2 separate regions of the Mus musculus genome follow, and region 2 is linked to region 1. The links are chromatin contacts, called in public targeted proximity ligation maps. All regions are on one chromosome and are shown on one strand. The core of a region is the stretch at or near the end of the contact, and the rest is flanking DNA. Distances in the headings are between cores, read along the strand shown.

What was found.
Region 2: a contact with region 1 is called in a targeted proximity ligation map of microglia, with 4 times the contacts expected there. A contact is called at or near these places in 2 of 39 promoter capture datasets (embryonic stem cells and hippocampal neurons), 13 of 484 Hi-C or Micro-C datasets (the AML12 cell line, brown adipocytes, cerebral cortex and 7 more), 5 of 130 datasets of targeted methods (bone marrow-derived dendritic cells, embryonic hindbrain, large pre-B cells and 2 more) and 2 of 9 other capture datasets (adipose tissue and liver).

Annotation. Positions count from the first base shown.
Region 1 is chr19:28,965,860-28,970,305 of GRCm38.p6, reverse strand. It overlaps 4430402I18Rik (RIKEN cDNA 4430402I18 gene), which reads left to right and starts at 2,474. Exons shown (of 14, transcript NM_001374140.1): 1 at 2,474-2,503; 2 at 2,637-2,712. The coding sequence starts at 2,674. It overlaps Plpp6 (phospholipid phosphatase 6), which reads right to left. Exons shown (of 1, transcript NM_028922.3): 1 at 3,505-4,446.
Region 2 is chr19:29,483,220-29,487,665 of GRCm38.p6, reverse strand. No RefSeq gene overlaps it. Among named protein-coding and RNA genes, the nearest start is that of A930007I19Rik, 37 kb to the left of the region's middle.

The DNA.
Region 1 (4,446 bases), core at 1,225-3,724:
GAGCAGGAGCTCCAGGCAGAACTGAAGCAGAAGGAAGGAGCCTTGCTTACTGACTTGCTCGGTTTGGTTTTTTAAACAACTCAGGTCCACCTGCCCAGGATGGGCACATCAATTGATTGATTTTTTTTTTAATCAATCGTTAATCAAGACAATACCCTACGGGCTTGCTTGTAGGCCAGTCTTCTGAAGGCATTTTCTCAATTAAGTCTTTACCAGATAAGTCTAGGTTTGTGTCAGGTTTGTGTACAGGTACCTACACTGGAGATGAAGTCATATTGTTTTTACTTGACTTGGTGGCATTCCCATCCTTGAATGACTTCGCTTGGTTGGTCTCCAGCCAAGATGGCAACATCATTGATGAGATGAACTGCAAGACGGGCTTGAGACATTATGGATATAGCAATGCCACATCTCCGTGGCATCTGGGAGTCCAAGATGAAAAATAACCCTAAAGAGACACCTGGGTGGCATATGTAAACTTGTGGACATGTTAATTGGTATATATATTGAGTGTCACCTTAATAAAAGACAGTGAGTTAAACAAAGGGTTACAAAAATAATACTTGGCTAGGTAAAGGAGAGAAAACAAAGACAAAAAGAATGGCTAGGTAGTCCAAGGGAATTCAGAAGAATTCAGGATTCTGCTACCCTATCAAGGTGAGTGTGGTAAATCACGAGTCAGGAGAGTCTAGTCATATCAAGAGGTAGAAAGACTGAAACAGGGTATGCAGATGTGACAGTGTTTCCAGGGACCAATAATCTCTGCGTTGTGGAGGCAGGGAGGTGGCAGGGCCCTTGGACTCAGACATGACTGTTGGGATGAGTTATGTAGCCTTGGGGAAGAGGCTGTAAAATACAGGTCACACTGTCCTCGGAGAAGTGCTGTGGCAATGGAGTGACCATATGTGACACGCCCACCTCTGTGCAGATCTTCAATCAGAACTGATTCCTCCCTTCTATTTTGCCTCTAGAAGCTTGGCTACCAATTCGTTTTGTCACACTAGTATTGTCACCGGTGACCTGCCTGTGAAGATCATCACAGGTCTTGTAGCAGCTAACTGTAGTGAGGAGTCTGTGCTCCGGGTTTCCAGAGAGCCGAGAACCATCTGTATATATATCTTTGTGTACTAAGAGAGCACTAGGAACTGGGTATAGATGAAATGCTGAGTCCCTCATTACCCCAAGGTTTCCCTTACAGAGAAATAAACTATAGCTACTGAAGGGAATATCGTCAGCAGTATCTTTTGAGGGACAGCTCCCTGTAACTGTTTCAACTACAGAGATCCTCAACGTAAAGTATCAATAATAAGTCACAAGATAATCTTTAAAATTCTATTTTGAGTCAGGGTCTCATGGCGTCCAGGCGGACGCTCAAACTCGTTAGATTATTTGTGGTGGTTTGAATATGCTTGGCCCAGGGAGAAGCACTATTAGGAGAAGGGTCTCATTATCTACTCCCACAGACACATTTCCTCCAACAAGGACACACCTATTCTCAACCTCCACAATATTCCAGGCTCATTTTGAATTTCCGACTCTGTCACTTCTGCCTTCCTAGTGCTAGCAGTACAGACATGGATGAAAGACAGATTTATTCTGTTCTGATGAATAACACTAGGCAAACATTACCAACGGAACCACATGGTACCGCCCTCATTTTAAAAGAATCTTTATGTTTTTACTTATTTCATTTTTTTGAGACATAGACCTTCCAGGGAATTTTTGATTGGCTAAAAAAAACACTCGCATTCTCCTTTTGTTTGCTGTTTTGTTGTTGTTTTTTAAGTAACATATAATGGGAAAATGTCATTTCTCTTGCCAGTGAAGAAATCTTTTTCTGCCCGATCTACAGTGTAACTGCTGTTTTGGCAAATACAATAACTAGCCCCTGGGGGATGGTGCAATCCAATGCTCACTTCAAACTACCAGGAAAGCTAAACAGTGCAGGGAAGAGGAACTGACAGCTGATTTCTTGACCCGAGGTTCCCAACTTAAGTCTCTTTAGAAATGACCTATTTGTAGTTAGCACACTACTCAATGTATTGACAGCGAACATGCTTTCTGGGGCAAAGAAGGAAACAAGACATTTAATAAGCAAGGAGTCCCCTAAGGGACAGACAACTATGATAACTAGAAATGGTCACAGGAATCCCAGTGTCTGGGGCCCCTTTGCCACTAAAAATGATTACACAATGGAGCTATGATCACATTGTACTTTGGGGATGGAAACTGTTAAACATTTGAACACAATAATTGGGGCCACAGTGTGTCCAGGGAGAGACAGAAAAAAAAACTTCCAACATCCGTGGACAGGTTCCCGGACCCTTAGACAGTCACTGGGCCAGGCTACCACCAGGGAGGGTGAGAAGACGTAGGGTTCCCAGCAGAGCATAAATGCGCCTGCGTCTCAGCCTCGCAGGAGTTCCAGAGGAGAAGGTTGAGTGTTTGAGTGTCCATGGCAACCGGACGCTTCAGCCTTCTGAAAGCTCACACTCCAAAGCTTGTGAGACACCCGTCCCGGTGGGAGGGACCTGGGCTGGGAGCACTGATGGGGGAACAAAGGGGAGGGGGTGGGGGTCAGGGAAGCTTCTGGAAAGCGCTTGCCTTGATGTAAACTAAGAAATAATTGGTTCAAGGCTCAGCACAAAGGATCTTTGCGGTGCACAGGGAAGGATGCCTATGGAGGTGGTGGTGGAGCTCCAAATCCGGGCGGTAAGACACCTGCGAGCCTACCTACCGCGTCACCCCAAGTTCTCCTTTGCTTACTGCACACACATTGTTTGGGGGGGCAGATCTGTGCTTCTGTCCCTAAGATACCACATATTTATCTCCCTTGTATCTCTTAGCCTTTAAACTCAGTTCAATCTGTTCCGCCTTTCATTTTTCTTTCCCAAACCGACATGTTCCTTGGCTTCTTTAAAACAATCCTGACTTAGGTTAAAGCAGGATTTTCATTTGTGAAAGAATTTATTTTTTTAAAGTAACCAAGGAATATAACATTTTTAAAGCTCCACGTTTGATATTGTCCCCTCACGTCTAGGGATCGCTTTGGATTGCTCATTTCAACAGGGTAATCAATCTAACAATAAACACTTTGTGATAACCCACCAACTCCTCCTTAAATGAGGGGCAGGGGCACGTGACCATGACCTTGCTGTTCCCATTTAGGAGTCAGCCATTCCTCTGGTTTTGCTCTCCTGTCCTCCAAGGCTGGCATGGAGTGTGGCCTCACAGTTAAACGGGGGCTTAGGCCATAGTTAGAAGTGGATGCTAAGAGGATACAGCATGGAGATCCAGTGAGATGCTGTGTAATCAGTAAACTCTATGGTTTCACTGAGCGCGTAGAAATGAAAGGAAAAACGAGAGGGTCCTGGTTTTGGTTCCATCTTGCTGACAGTTCTCAGTTGGGCTGTATCAATTTCAAGTGTTCAGGATGAGGAAGGAGCCCCCAAGAAGCCAAGTGATCTCTCTTACATCAAAGCAGAAATTAAAGATTTCACCTCATATCATTCAACATTACCAGTTTAATTTATTTTGATTTTTTTTTAAAGGCATCCTTCATCGTACAAGTAATTAACAAAGAAATCAGTTTTTTATTCCAGAGAATTTAGGATTATTCATGAAGTCGGGTAAATTGATCTGATCTATATTTTAAAAGCCAGCAAACTCAGGCCCCAGCAAACAAAATATGGAATTTCAGAAGTGCGACTAGAAAGTAGAAGTGGGCCCTTAATTAGCAGACTTGGGGACACTATAAGAACAAACAGTCACTTTCAAGTGTCTGGCCTGAATGTTATAATGAAAAATGATCTTCAGAAATTTAAACACACCTAGACCTCTTAGAACCTCACAGCTTAGCTGATCTGATGAGGGGAGAGGTAGTCTGTGTTTAGGTTGTTGTGGGAATGTGATAACTGTTTTATTTATCGAAGGACTTGTTCCAATGGGTGTACCAGACTCCCACTCTCGAAGGTCCTACTTCCTCCTACTGAGAACTGGTTTATCATGTCCATCTTCCACAGTCCTGTCCACCCATATCTTTGAACATTAGACCATAGCCCACAGCTCACAGTCCTTTCTATTTATAAATGCCAGAACAAGTGGCCATTGAGATTATCTGATGATGCCACTTTCACCAGTGATTTAAAGACTTTCTTTCCAGACACAGCAGCATTTACAGATGTCATGAGCATACCCCTCTTTGGTCTTTCTAGGTCAGACTGTAATCAGAGTCTACCATATTATTTGGTCATCTTTGGTCTTATGATTGGGGGGGGGGGGGCGCCATGAATGAACAGCTTTCAATGTAAACAGAAATTTAAGAGTTTTACCTAATGCTCACGTAGGGCAATAGGCTCTCCTGAAAAGTTTCAAGTTGTGTCCTGTTACCTAAAATGTGCTGAACACAGCACAGTGGGACCGATAGGGAAAGGATAGCATACAGTT
Region 2 (4,446 bases), core at 921-3,420, 520 kb before region 1:
GGCCTGAGTTCCAGCAAGTACCGCGGGCGGTGACTGCACCACTGTAACAGACGGAATTGATGGGAAAATGCCTACTTCCCCAAGGACCCTGAGTGGCTCTTGCTGCCCTGACTGCGCCCTGGGAGTTGTCTTCAGGGTCCCTCAGAAGCCCTCACAATCTACAACTACAAGAGAAACTCTTGCTTCAGCAAGGCATATCTGAGGCGCTTCTCTGGAATTTATGCCAGTGACCATCCTGAGTGGCCCGGGGAGTGGTTGGACAGCTGGGTGGATTTTGGAGTCCCAATCCTGGAGAGCAAGTCTCGATTCTTGTTCTCCACACGTCACCGGAAAGCATCCAGGCTCAGCGCACTTCTCCGTTCCTCGCTGCTTCTTACCTTACTTCTGATCACGAGCTCCCTTCTGTTTTGAATTCCTTGGAGCCCGTCTCCCTTCATTGGACATACAACTGTATGCAATCTCAGTTTTGATACAACTTTCCCAGCTTGTGATGTATATTTCTCTAGTTTTCTTTGAACCCCCCCAGTGTGAAACATATCTAATACAACGTTTTGTACTCTTCATGACACATAGCTGTCGGGGATTCAAATCACAAGATAGAATGTAATACGCCCCGGGGAGTGGGTGGACCCCATATACCCTTGAAACAGAAGGATGTTGCTGAGATGGTCCAGTGCCTTACCCTGTCACTCAGATGCTCAGTCAGAAAATAAAAGCTCTGGTTGAACTGGCTTTGAACTGTCCCTCAGGGCCTTCATGCTTTCCCAACAGCCCTCACAGAGTCACTTCCACTATGTCGCAGTCACCTGGGGATGACACTCTAAAGACTCTTCATTCTGAGAACATTGAACAAAAGTTTTTGTGTTTTGGGAAAGGACCCTTGCACTCCCTACACATGACTTTTCTACCCTGGGGTGGTTCTTGAAGACAACTTCCCCAAGCAGTCGTCAGAAGGGGTGCTCACACTGTCTCTTGTCACATGTGGTTCATATGCTCAGCCACAGCTCAGTCATGCGTATGTGCTCTGGCCCTTGTGACATCTCCTGAGGCCAGCAGGATGCTGGCAAGCCCAGTGTCTGCTCAAACTTATCTTTTAGTTTCTCTTCAGAGTCTCAGAAAAACACAGGTGGAAATCTGCGCTCGATATTGCGGGAAACACAAGTTGTATGTATAAAATTTTGCCAAAACCCCAGTGAAATTCTAAAATTTAAACATATTTTAAAAAAATAATGTTTAAATGTTTTTATGCTGAAAATACTCAAATTGTGCTTGCCTCTCAAATACAGTGAGAATAAAAATTGCTTACAGTCTCATGGCATGGGCAGAGCTACTCACTATTACTATAATTCTTGTTACACAGCCTTGAAAGCAAAGTGAAAGAAGGAAAAAAAAAAGAAAGGAATATGAAATATAAGCTGTTTGCCCCACCACCTCCCACCCTACTGCTGATCTTTACAAAAGGATTTTAAGGAGGAATTTTCCCCAAATTTTGTAAAGAAACGATCTTGCTAATAACAACATCGTGGAGGTATTTTTGTTGTCTGTGAACACCACAGCATCTCAGTGGCCATTCTGCTTTAGAAAACATACTCTAGAGAAAAATGACAGTTTGCACAAAGCCCAACAGCTAGCTGTCTTAAAAGGAATTTTGTATGCATATGATTCTCCAGAAGGGTCATATTTTTGAACCTTGTTTTTGAACAAAGCCCTCTTGACAGTCTAGGGCACTCCTTTCCAGCCATTTTCTTACCTTGGTTGTTTATTTTGGCTTGGCACTGTACCCCAAATGGTGCTAAGGTGCCCTGCGCATTACCCCACCATCCCCCGCCCCTTCTCTCACACATACCCACCACTATTGGTCTCTCCTCTGGGCTTTGGTATTTGTGAGCTTACATTTCAGTCCTGGCTCAGCAACACTGTCTGCATTTTCTCCTCTGTCTAAGACTTGAACCCCCTGCCCCCATAGGGTCCCATGAGAATGGACAAGTAATAGATGCAAATTGTGTGCTGACTTCATAATAACTTACCAACATACAGAGACTTAAGATGACATTCAACAATTTTTTTTGTATTTCTCTGTAATTTTGTTCTTGAGATTTCCATGGTCCGATGGTAACCTATAATACCAACACAGCTCTATGACTAATCTATTTTCACTCTGCTAGACAAGTTATTTCCAGTTTGGGGACAGAGATGTTGTAACTAAAGCAAGTTCTTTCCCTTCTGTTCTACTTCTTTTCTTTAGAAGAAAATTCCTGGAATAGCATTTCTAAACAGGGACATTAACCTTGAGCAATCTAACTCTGTCTCTCTCTGTCTCTCTGTCTGTCTCTCTGTCTGTCTGTCTGTCTGTCTGTCTCTCTCTTTCTCTCTCTCTCACACACATACAGAGAGAGAGAGAACAACTTTTTGTGCCTACAGTGTCTTCTATATTTTGCATTTCCTTGGAGAGATTTTTGAGCAGCAGAATTACTTGAGCAAACTGGAGGACAAGTGGCCTGCCCTCCATGCTATAAATCCTATATATGCCTCATTGTGCCAATTTATTCTTCCATAAACAATCTATGAAACCACCAGCTTCATATAGTCTAGTGTATTGCTTAGCGTATTACTATAGAGTATGTATGTAAGTAGTGATACAATTAAGAAATTTCTTGGCCAATGAAACAGCAGGAAAAGCCTGTTCAAATTTTATCTTGACTAAATATTTTGTATTTTTTCTATTCCAATTTTAAATTGCTTGGTAAGTTAATCATTTCAGCACATGTCCTGGTTTAACAAGCAATATGATCATTTCTTCCTTTCTGTCTCTACAGATGAACATCCTGGGCATGCTTGCTTCCTCTGTTTGCTGCAGCTGTTATAATGTGGAAGTTAATTTTCATAGGACAAACAGAACTGAGCAGGAAGCACGCACCATCTCCTCTTGGGAGGACCCTGGCTGTTAGAACGAACAGTGGTACACAAGTTCTATTAGATGGGGGCAGCTGCAGGCACTGCCACATCATTGCAGGATGCAGGTCCTTGCTAGCATCTCAGGGTTTTGTTCCAAGATCAACAGAGATGTTCTGTTAATATGTTAATTAATTGGCTTTCTCTTCTCTGTGACAAGAAACCCCACAAAACACCCCAAGGAGGGAGACATTTCTTCTGGCTCAGTGTTAGAGTGTCCGTGATCACGGCAGGAAGAGTATTGCATGGTAGAGTGGACCGACACCTCCAACAAGGAGGGAAGGAGACAGCATGGGGGCAGGGATGCATTTGAGAAGAAGCCCATTCTCAAGGGCTGTCCTTATCCCACTTTTCCTTTGCCTGGATCACTCAGTCTACAGGATGGCGCAGTTCCAACCACATGCAGCACAGGTCTTCCCCACGTATGGGATTCTCTGTGGATGTGACCCCACAGATATATCATGAGTCACCTTTACTAGTCTCCTAGTTGTGACCTTTCAGGAGAATCAAGTTGACAAATTTAATCACCAGGGGTTGTGGTGGTGGCTCAGTGGGTAAAGTGTTTTCAAGTAACAAGAACTGAGAGCCTCAGAAGCAGTGTCAAAGTCTGGTGGGTGTGGTAGCCAGCCTACAATCCTAGCAAGCTGGAGGATTGGTAGGGAGTCCCTGGAGAATGCTGGCTAGCTGGACTAGCCAACACAAGAAGCTCAGGGGTCATCAAGAGACCCTGTCTCAATAGGTAAGTGAACAGTCAAGGAAGACATCAGCCTTAGACCTCCACACATATGTGTTTGCACGCCCACATACCTACACACATGCACAGGCACACACACTAGAAAAAAAAGTTTAGTCACAGTAAACTCAAAATTAGGTTAACAATCTGGGCTATGATAATAAAACTCCTCCGAAACGTTTCTGTAATAAGACACCACTGAGAAATAAGTTCAATGTCACCTTAGAATATGCTATTCCTGTAGAAAAGGCTATATGACAAGCCAAATAATACTCATTGCTCTTCTCAGGAACCAGGTATCAGGAGAGGGTGAGAGGCAGGAGCAGGGTGGCTGGAGTGACCACAGCTGCTGGCTCCGTTAAGCTGTGTGAATCTGATACATTCCTTGGCCACTGAAGGGACAGATCTGGCAGTTGGTGGGACTACGTGGACCCAGTGGTCATGCCTGAGTTCACTGACATATTTTTCTTTCTTGGCTTCTTTTCTCTAGACTCCCTGCACAGTATTTCTAAAAGTATTTTATGAATGTCAACCATTGTTTTGGGTTCTATGATTATGAAAATGGATTTTTTTAAAGAAAAAAATCAATTCTTGCTTCTCAGTACCTCACAGGCTGTTATAGACAAACAGACATGTAATTACAAAATACCATATTATTAGGGCTTAATTTTGTAACAGATCTAGGATGTCTTGGCCTCATCTGGTTGTGACTTTGCTGAAGAATCTTAAGAAAAAAATAGTTAGTTTGCTTAATGTTAAAA